Regions from separate parts of the Mus musculus genome. Here all the other regions are linked to region 1. A link is a contact called in public HiChIP or PLAC-seq and promoter capture Hi-C data. All regions are on one chromosome and are shown on one strand. The core of a region is the stretch at or near the end of the contact, and the rest is flanking DNA. Distances in the headings are between cores, read along the strand shown. Region 1 holds the start of Slc23a2 (solute carrier family 23 (nucleobase transporters), member 2). Region 2 holds the start of Rassf2 (Ras association (RalGDS/AF-6) domain family member 2). Region 3 overlaps Slc23a2 (solute carrier family 23 (nucleobase transporters), member 2).

Region 1 (3,238 bases), core at 522-3,021:
GTCAGGAAGGCTGAGTGGCTTTATCACATAAAAACATCTCCAGGAGGGGGTTAGTCAATGGAATGTTACTAAGCCAAGGAAGGAAAAAAAAAAAAAAAAGATCTGTAAACAGGCAAAAGGATTTGGCACTTAGAAGGTCACAGATGACGTCTGAGAAAGCGGGAGACTGATGGTGCTTTATAGTGCTTGTTGAGTGCGGAGGGTGGGGGAGGAAGAGATGCAGGAAACCAGGGAGGGAGGGGGGAAACCCGGAGTGAGGTAGTGCTTTAGGATTGGAGGTAAAACTATAAAGGGGGAGTTAGGGAGTGGGAGACAATATATATGGGGGGAAATGAAGAAAAGAGATGAACTGAAAAGATCAGGGGTTCTTGATCTTGGAACAGGCCTTCTATTCCAAAAGGTTCCATATTGTGGAGCAGAACACACACATTATGTTTTTAAGGGTGGCTGGAAACTCTGGCATAGAAAGAGTTGTGTGCTTCTCTGGTGCTGGTTACAGAATCATCTCTTTTCTTCATCTTCAGTGAAGATGAAATACTAACCTATGGTCTTCCAGGGTATGCTGGATTTTACAATTCAACTTACTGTTTTTTAGGGTTTTTTTTTTTTTTTTTTTTTTTTTTGAGACAGGAGTCTAAGTAGCCCAGGCTGACTTCAAATTCATCGTCTTCCTGCCTCTGCCTGCAAAATGCCGGGATTACAGGTGTGCACCACTAAGCCTCACTGGTTTTATTTTAGTGTGAGACTTAGAGAATTATATATTGATTCTCTCAGCTCGTCCGCACTAGCCTACTTTATAAAATGCCCGTCTTTGCTGGTTACGGCATGCCTCTATTGATCAGTGTGCTACCAGTCCTCAAGACTGCCAAACATAAACAATTCAGGAATAAAATCTGCTTTTTGTTTTTAAAGATGAGGTCAGCTGTGGTCGACCATTCTTTATGGCTCTCCGGAGTTGCTTGGGGATGAAAGGAATTACTGGGTTAGAAAAACAACCAAGACAGTGGTTTCAAGATGGAAGACAGAAGAGAGAGCTAATTATTAGGGTTTTGTTTGTTTTGGTGGAGGTAAGAACGTGGTTTAGTTACAAGTTAGTATCTTAGACCACCGCCTGCAGCATCACCTAGAAACTTCCTGGAAATGCAAATTTCGAAGCCACACTTCAGTTTCAGCACCGCTGGGGGTGGTACCCAGTTTTAATGATGCCCCCCTGGGCAAGACTGCCCGGCCTAAGTGCTATGTGTTTATTGACACGCGGCCTTTTGACTCACAGCCTAAGTGCCCATCCAGCAGGCATTCCTTGGGGGGTACACTTGAGAAATACAGAATAGCAGGTTGCCCCCAAACCCGCTCTATCAGAACACACGCCCCAGAGAAATCAAGCCTGGTGTGTCTTCTCCCGCGTCAGCATAAGCAAGGAGGCTCTCTTTCCCCAGCGAGTTCGGAAGCCTGACGGCCCAATTGGATACGCCGCGAAATTGCTTTAAAGCGGGTTACCCACTGAGCCGGGTACACTGCACCCCTCTCGCTGTCACCCCACAGCTACTGCAGGGCTTGGGGTCCTGCAGGGTAGAAAGGAGGCTCTGAAGGGGAGAGCCTGCGAGCGTCGAGCATCCTAGGCGGCCCCCCCGGAGCAGGTGTGTGGGGAAGGGTCTGCGGCTCGGCGCCCCGGGGCGCGCGGGCGGAGCCGGGGGTCGGGCGGGGAGGGGCCGGCGCGCGGGGCGGGCGGCTGCGCGGCTCCCGCCCCCGGCCCGCCCCTCCGCGGCGCCATTTTGCAGGCGGCTGCCGCGGGGACCCAAGGCGGCGGCAGGCACTGCGGCGCGAGCGGTGCGATCGGCGGGACGCGAGCCCAGCGAGCTGCAGGCAGGTGAGAGCCGGGCCGCCGCGCCCCACGCCCCACGCCGGGTCCGCGGCAGCACCTGCCGGCAGCCCCGGTTGCTCGCCGAGCCCACGAGGCCGGCCCGCGCGGCCCCCGCGCGCTGTCACCCACCCGCGGCGCGGCCTGCGCCCCCACGCCGGCTCGCGCGGCCCGGCGGCCCCGGCTGCAGTGTCAGGCCGTGCGTCCCCGGCGCTCACTGCCGCCCCGCCGGGTGCCCCCGGGACAGCCACCGTGGGCTCGCCGTGCTGCGTGGCTTGCTGCGCGCCCCTCCCCAGGTGGTGCGCCCCGCATCCCCGCGCCCGGGGATTCAGGGTCAGCCCGAGGGGCGGGGGATGGCGGTGCTGTTTCCAGTCTGGCTTCCTTCCCTCTTTGCGGAAGGCGACACGGAGTAATTTTAGATGCCGCTGCACCAACCTTGCGACCTTTCACGCTGGCCTGCCCCGCAGGGGTCCGGGGTCGCCTTGTTGCCTGCGCTCTTGACCGAGAAATTGACATTGGAGTGTGATAACTTGAAGGTGAAGAATTGTCTTCATCGTTTGGCCGGAGATGTCCCATTAGATGTGTAGCCTATGGGAACTCGGCCTTCATTCCGGATGAGGGGCTTTAAGCGGGTCTGATGGGAAACTCCTGATTTTCAGCGCAAGGGGTGAGGGCAAGTGCACAGGGAAGAAAGTTAGCTTTTTGAAGGCTACTTGGGGTTGGGGCATTTGTAGTAGCTGTTAGTCTGCTTTTTGCGGTGCTGGGAGACCGGATGATGGCGAAGATGCTATCCCTTCTGACGCTTGGGTCCTCTGAACTAAGGCGGCCAGGGATGTGAGGATCTGGTATCTGAGTCCTGAGACAGCCTGGTTTGAGCTGTCATTAACTGGCCATGTGACTTCCCTTAGGCAGTTTTCTCCTTTCTGAAGGCTAGGCTAGGTGGCTGAAATTTTTCTGTTTTTTGTTTGAGTGCTATTGGGCTGAGGCCTCACCTGCTCCGTTTCTCTCATCTGCCCTTTCATCTTGTGTGACTTTGCTGGCCTGCTCCTTTAAGGTGTTTGACTCTGGTGAAGTTTGTGAGAGGCCTTCTTCACCTCTTAGAAGTTCAGGATTCTCTGCTGGGTTATAGTTGACCTTATCAGGGTCACTTTAGAACTACTCTCTATGCTTAGCTCATCCAAAAGTTAATAGCTTTGGGCAGTTGAGGCTGTCCACCGTGTTAGCACTCATGACACACCTGGTAGTTAGTTAAAAGGAGGCCCTGAGCATCCTCAGGCAGACATCAGCGAGGCATGAGGTATCTGTTCTCTAGACAATGTCTTTTGCTCAACTGTTAACTGATTCTTTCTTTTTATACCAGAGTATTTCCATCACCCCGAC
Region 2 (3,238 bases), core at 374-2,873, 120 kb after region 1:
CCTCTCCCACAGCCTCGATATGAGGAAACAGACCATTAGAACGGTGTTTTCCAGTGACTCAGATTACCACTCACTGTATTCACGGAGGTGCTTTTTAAAGGTCTCACTATGTGCACGGAATAGTCTCAAATTCACACTCTTCTTGTCTCAGCCTCCTGAGCAATTATGTGTGCACGTCATCAGGCCTTGCCCGGTTTGGATTTAACAGGGTCAAGGACCAGTATTTCGGGCATTAGGAGTGTACCCTCATTGGCAGGAAGCCAGATGATTGGTTATAAGATGACCATTTGACTCAACGCGAGCCAGGGGAGCCAGGGAGCGGCTCTCCTGAGAGGCTGGGCTAGAACTGAAGAATTCTAGCAGCATCTCACAGACTTCTTCAATAGCAAAACCAGAGCCCTGCTGTTAGGAGTCATGGCTGCCCTTTGTCCTGTTTCTGAGGTCACGGAAGGCCAGGTTAGAAGAGAAGAAAGATTCCCTTGGAGAAGGTTTCCTGGAGAGTTCCTCAGCTCACCCTGCAAATCTAGCTTGAGAAAGGCTGCGAAGGAAAGCAGCTTACCTGAAACACAGTAATGGCTCCAGTGAAAGAAATTAATGGACCCGGTTTGTGTTTATAGCTCAAGGGGAAAGAACTAGATGCATTTATCTCCCTAACACCCCCCTCCCCTTTCACAGTAGAAAAAGCCGATCAGTAGCCTTCTTGTTCAGTGTTGTGGGACATTTCCAGCACCACCCCGCAGCTGCGCTTTGGCCTCCGCACATTTGAGGCTGGCTGGTCTGGGAACGGATAGCCGTTTATAACATTGTTTCTATGGGAGACACATTCCAAGATCCAAACAATGAGTTTAAAAGAGAATATCTGGCTTCCAGGCAGATGGGATGCACTTTGGAGGCTTGGCTGCCCTTTCTTTAACCGTTAGATTCCCTTCCCCTTTGGTTTGGGGACCAACTGCAAGGTCGGGCATATGTAAACGAAGAATTATGGTTAGAGGGTATAGAATCCGTAGCTGGGTGCTCCCTCCTATACACTAGAGTTCCTCGGAGGTCTAAGGATGGAGAGGAGGAGGAGGTGAGGAATGGACAAAGAAACTTGACTTCCTTCACATTGCCGTCACGTCTGCCGGCCTGCCGAGTCGAAGGGGCCCACTTAGCCCTTTGGCAACTCAAACCCTTTTGGGAACAAACCCGGGTGTTAGAAAGAACCACCACCCAACTCCACCAACTGCACATCCTCTGCTAGGAAATCTGCATTCTCTAGGCGGGCTGCTCCCTGGGAGTGACTGTCACAGAGCCAGGCGAACTGAAGAGCTTGGGCTAAATCTCGGCGTGGCTTGGAGAGGGCAGGCGCGATGGGGTGAGAGGCAGCACCTTATTCCCTCCACCCACGCTCTCCGCCTCCTCCTCCTCATGCACTCTGGCCTGCTGAGAAGAAACGCTGGCAGCCCGCGCGAGGTGGGGTGGGGGTACGCGGGGAGGGGGGGGGTAGAGATGAAGGGAGGAGGCGACGCGAAGCCACAGCATTGTCTGTCTTGAAGGGAGGGGAGAAGCTCCGCCCCCTAGAGGGGAGGGAGGGGGAGAAGGGAAAGAAAGGCAAGAGAAGAGGGGTGGGGAGAGAACTGCAGGGTGGCGGGTGGGTTGGTCAAGGATCGGCAGATAAAGGCAGAGCTCGGGGAGGCGGGGCGGAGGGGCCAGGTGGGCGGGGCGCCCGCCCTCAACCGCACTGTCGCCGCCCAGGCCGGCCCAAGCGAGCGGGTCCCGCGGATCACTGGCCAAGCACGCTGGAGCACCCCCACCCCCGCAGCGGCGCCCCCACTTTCCAACCCCTGCGGCGAGAGCGGATGCAGATGGTCCGGGAGACAGGCAAGACACAGGGCGCGGGGCTCGAAGAGCCGGGTACTGGCACAGGATGCGGGCGCAAGGTGCTGGTGGTCCTCTTTCCCTCTACCCAGCTCAAAGTTTTCCCTCAGTGGCCCGTGGCCAGCCTGGTCCGGTCCCTGACTCTTCCCTGTCCCCTTTTGCCACCCAAGCCACAAGGTGGGCTTAGATATGCGGGCTGCCCCAGAAGCAGCGCAGGCGGGCGCCCCAGCCCACTCCTTTTCCCCGGGTAGAAAGTTGTGGCCTGGAGCTCATGCTGCGGCTCTGACCCCTTAAGATCTTTTCTGAGGTCGACACTAAGTGCAGTGGCAGGAAATTGCCCCCATCCCCAGAGCAGGGTGTCCCCGAACTCCCTGGAGAGGTGAAGCGAGATAGCAGGTGCAGGCCTGTAGAGCTTAGGGGAGGGTCGGACTGTTGTGCGCACTCTGGCTCCCCGGGCGGGGACCACATCTCCAACCCGCGGCGAACCCAGTTCCCTTTGGGTTTCAGAGTTTAAGAGCGCGCGGTGCTCGGCGCACTTCCCCCTCCCGGGTTTCTTGTCCCTTCCGGAGCTTGTGCCTGAGGTCGCTGGAGACCGAGCTAGGCAGGTGCTTTCAAAAGACGGCCTGGCCACTCGTGTATTAGAGCGCTTACTCTGCACCCAGCTTTATCTCCGAGTGCGCCCTGGGAGGCAGCAGAATGGTGGAGTCCCGACAGGGGCAGATTTGGAACAGCCACTGGACAGATAGCCACTGTGCTTCAGTGGCAAGCTCAGCACGAGGCTTCTCAATGCTGCGCGCGCTTTAGTCCCAAGAGTCTGGAAAACCAGGGCATTAGAAACGATTCTTCCTGAGAGCAGAGGCCAGGGGTTACGGTAAGCAAGTGGAGGATTCCTGTAAGAGGAAGCGGTGGACAAATGACAATTTGTCAGAGCCGGCTCTGTCCCTGCGGTAAATGGCCCTGGGACAGTGGGAAGAAAAAAATTAGGGTCACGGTTCTCAAAAGATAGCCGGCAGATTCAGCCAGGGGATATCTTTGAAGAGCACGTAAATGAGGAACCTGAGGTTGATTTGCCATACTTTCAATCCACGTTTATTAAGTGGAAGCTTTTCCTACAGGTGGTCTGGGGGTTAAAGAAACCTCTGTGGCTAAGCTATACTGGATTTGAGAAGAGTGCCCCCCTTCCTCCCCTTGTTCTCATTCTCCCTTTCTGTCCTAGGGGACTAACTGTGGTATTTTCCTGAGCGATGCTCATTTGAGCTGTTGCTTATGGGCTGTTCCTCCTCCGGACTAAAGCCTGATTCCTAGGACCTGCTGCAGTCCAGCGGGATTCAGGAAGGTAGAGAGGAGCATCAAATGATGGCGGAGTGAGAGATGACCTTTG
Region 3 (3,238 bases), core at 259-2,758, 80 kb after region 1:
GATATATTTCAGTTGCCCTTCAGGATGATCTGTTCACAGTCATGATTCACAGAAACAGACAACAGGGAGAGGTGAAAACTCTGAAGATCAAGAGTCTGATGAGCTGTGGGGTTTGCACTTTTTTAGCTTCTGTAAGTGATTGGGGAACTGACCGTAAGGAAGGTACAGAGAAAGGAGCACAAGGCACCCCTCCCTGTCGTTGCCCCTCCAACACAAGTCAGCATGACTTGTACCCAGTGTGGGCAGGGGCTCTGTAAGGCTTTTCACAGTTCTCTCAAATAAAACTGCTACATGTGAGGAGACTGCTCATTTAAAAGTTTCAAAACAAAAAATTTTTTTCAGTAGTTACAAAGCAGTTTTTCCTAATGAAACTATCTTAATAGCAAAGAATCAAACTGATGTGTCTTACTTCAAAGCACAGCCGATGCTTCTTTTAGATTCAGTAGTTCTTTGGTTTCATTTGAAATTATTTTAAAGTATTTGTGTCTAATGGGCAGTGTGGAGCTAGCCTTCTTAGAGTTGCTGGGCATATGGGGAGTTGTCCTCAGCCCATCAGGGAAGGGACCTGAGATCCTGCAACTGCCACTGGTTAGCACCCCGCCCCTCCCAAGGGGGCATAATTCTTGTACGTTTCAAACATTAAGAGCTGGTTGCAGTGTTTCCCCAGGAATGACGGTTTCTCTTTCTCCCCCCCCTTTTTTTTTATACTTTTAGGGGTATTTTCGTGGAGGGTCTTTCCTGTGTTCTTGATGGCATATTTGGTACCGGGAATGGCTCTACCTCCTCCAGTCCCAATATTGGAGTTTTGGGAATTACAAAGGTATAAATGTTTTCCTAATTAAATGGCTGAGCATCTGTCTATTTCAATGACAGGTCTGACCTGACCCTTCCCTTGTGATTATCTTCCTTCCCCATCTCCTTTTCCCCTTGGATGAGTTTGGAGTGTCAGCTAGGAGACCTCTCCTCTCTGGGCCATCGGAGTAGCAGGCATCTGGGTATAGCTGTGGTGTCCTGCAGTCTCAGACATTGATTAAACTTGTGCCTGCGTCAGGCCTCTGTTTTAGGCGCTTGGGTGGGTGGTGCATGATGAAAAAGAAAGTTGGAGTTTACATCTGAATGAGGGAAGACCCCAGAATTCAACAGAGCATGTTGGATGAGAGATGCCTGTTACTACAGAAAACCATCTGTCACATTAAATAACGTCTCTGACTTCTGGGACAGAATCCCTTTTCAACGAAATCTGTGGAGTCACAGTGAAGCAGATCCTGGGCCTGACTCCTAAACTCATCTGACCCTACAAGCCCTCTACCAGACCCTAGTTACTGACATTAAACCTACAGCTGCCCCGCCCCCAAGCCTTACTTCTATACCTGTCAGCTTTATTATGCACAATTAAACTTCATGTCCAGCCAAATAGTGCTGCTTGCCAGGATGTTGTGGAGTACTGGTTGGCCCAGCAGCCATTGGATGTTGTGTAACTAAAGACTGTTAAGATTGGCTCCCCTTTCTTTATGGGTTGCATGAGTCATAAGTCTCCTTACCGGGGCAGCCAATCCGGAAGCCTTCCAGACCTGTTTGACCTCTAGCTCCCTGCAGGATTCTATAACCAGATAAAAAGAAACCCAGTACTGTTTGGTTCATCTTGATTACAAATCCGGGTGAGAGGGAGCAGCATCCAGATGCAGGAAGCACACCTGACTTGTTTGTTGATCTTCCCATAAGAGGCAGGGCTGACGTAAGCTCAACTTCACGTGTACCGATGGCACCATCTGCTGCCCATTGCTCCCAGCACATGGCTCGGAGGGAGGGAGACTTTATAGGTACTTCCTTCAGTGCCATTGCTGGAGTCCCAAGTGCTGCCTACGAAAGGCAGCAGATGTGGAGCCTGGGGAGCTGAAGGTACGGTCGAATGGGCACCGTGTGGATTAACCAGCCACCCCTGAGCCTCTCTTCTCCCATAAGCCTATGGGCAGATAAGTAGTTATAAATAGGCAGGTTGTAAAATTGCTGAGAGGGCCTTTTGTTTAACAAGCACCATCCTTCTGTATCCTTATAGAGGCCACAGAACAGCTAAGGTCACTGAAAGGAAACAAATACCCTTGACAACATGACCGTGGTGGCTCAGGGGGTGACTGATCCTTGAATGGTACAGCCTTACTGAAGTGGCACCCAACAGCACTGACTTTGTCATGCAGTGCAATTCCCAGGAGGCCAGAAGGCAGCCCCAGCGCCCCTGGGTGCAGAGCCCTAGGCAGCTGTGAGTCATCAAGCATGGGTGCTGGAAGAACAGGATGAGCTCTTAACCACTGAGCTAGCTCTTCAGCCCCATCATTTATATTGCTCGAATCCCTTATTTCTCCAGGCAGAAGCTGTATCCATTCAAGACACTCACAGTCAAGTCCCTAGTCTACATCTGCCTTAGAGCAGGGAGGTGGGGCTTGGAGCAGAAATATCTATGTGACCCTAGCCCTGTGGCTAGCTAGGAAGGCTCCCTGCTTGGGGTAAGCGGGTATGAGCTCTGCACTATATTAGACCTCTCATCCTGCTAAATGGCATGGGACAAACAACCTTTATGAGTAAGGCACAGCTTCTACGGCCTACAGTTCCAGGTCTAGATCCACACTGTCTAATATGATGGCCAGTAGCTTCATGTAGCGGTGTTCACTTAAATAAGTTAGTGTTACAGTTTCCCTTACCCAGTCACAATGACTGGCTCAGTCATATACTAGTAGACAACAGCACATTCAGAAAACATGTCCACTGTAGCAATCTTCTGGACAGACAGGGCTGAGCCAGTGAACCAGACATGGTTTGAAAGGAGGCTAGTCTGTCCTCCACCGATCTGCCTGCATTTTATGGCAGCTCTGCTGTTCCAGCTTTTATCCAGTTACTTCGTTCCTTGACTCGGAAATAACCTTCTCATCAGAGATGAGCTACCTTCCTAAGTGTGGGCCATGTGCCCCACAGAGAGGACAACAGAACACAAGCAGGATGTTGTTTCATCCTTTTTCTCATCACGGTCACAGCAGGTCACCTCTTTGGTCTCCGTGCCTTGGTCTGTAAAAGTAGCTAGCAAGATGTTAGAATACATCACTTGATACCAGTTTAGCATGGCTTTCTGGCGTGTTCCAAGTACTAGCTGTAGTACAGATACTTTCAAAGGCGCAGTGGGTAAGCAGACCAGCAGCCAGGCTCCAGCGTTTGCATTCTTAGGTCTCCCTTCACTATACCACCTTTT

What was found. HiChIP or PLAC-seq counts read pairs in DNA pulled down with a chosen protein or histone mark. Capture Hi-C pulls out chosen DNA fragments and counts their contacts.
Region 2: a contact with region 1 is called in a promoter capture Hi-C map of liver. The contact joins the promoter of Rassf2 here to the promoter of Slc23a2 in region 1. A contact is called at or near these places in 8 of 39 promoter capture datasets (the C10 cell line, the HPC-7 cell line, cranial neural crest and 3 more), 3 of 484 Hi-C or Micro-C datasets (all in embryonic stem cells), 16 of 115 datasets of contacts at active chromatin or transcription factors (the SCID.adh cell line, a beta-TC-6 cell line, effector CD8 T cells and 8 more) and 2 of 9 other capture datasets (adipose tissue and liver).
Region 3: a contact with region 1 is called in an H3K4me3 HiChIP or PLAC-seq map of the 230-238 cell line, with 14 read pairs. The contact joins the enhancer-like site here to the promoter of Slc23a2 in region 1. A contact is called at or near these places in 2 of 484 Hi-C or Micro-C datasets (common lymphoid progenitors and rod photoreceptor), 3 of 115 datasets of contacts at active chromatin or transcription factors (the 230-238 cell line and embryonic stem cells) and 3 of 9 other capture datasets (adipose tissue, liver and pancreatic islet).

Annotation. Positions count from the first base shown.
Region 1 is chr2:132,143,641-132,146,878 of GRCm38.p6, reverse strand. It overlaps Slc23a2 (solute carrier family 23 (nucleobase transporters), member 2), which reads left to right and starts at 1,771. Exons shown (of 16, transcript NM_018824.2): 1 at 1,771-1,867. It overlaps Gm14051 (a long non-coding RNA gene), which reads right to left. Exons shown (of 3, transcript XR_866753.3): 1 at 2,294-3,238.
Region 2 is chr2:132,028,373-132,031,610 of GRCm38.p6, reverse strand. Rassf2 (Ras association (RalGDS/AF-6) domain family member 2) reads left to right here and starts at 1,623. Exons shown (of 11, transcript NM_175445.4): 1 at 1,623-1,860. Gm31179 (a long non-coding RNA gene) reads right to left here and starts at 1,160. Exons shown (of 3, transcript XR_374996.3): 1 at 560-1,160.
Region 3 is chr2:132,062,946-132,066,183 of GRCm38.p6, reverse strand. It overlaps Slc23a2 (solute carrier family 23 (nucleobase transporters), member 2), which reads left to right. Exons shown (of 16, transcript NM_018824.2): 12 at 715-820. Among named protein-coding and RNA genes, the nearest start is that of Gm31179, 34 kb to the right of the region's middle. Within about 2 kb of position 1,508, at least 56 of the 459 cell types and tissues checked have an H3K27ac peak or open chromatin away from gene starts, as enhancers often do. A contact at or near this core is called in the 230-238 cell line, pancreatic islet and rod photoreceptor, where this site is marked.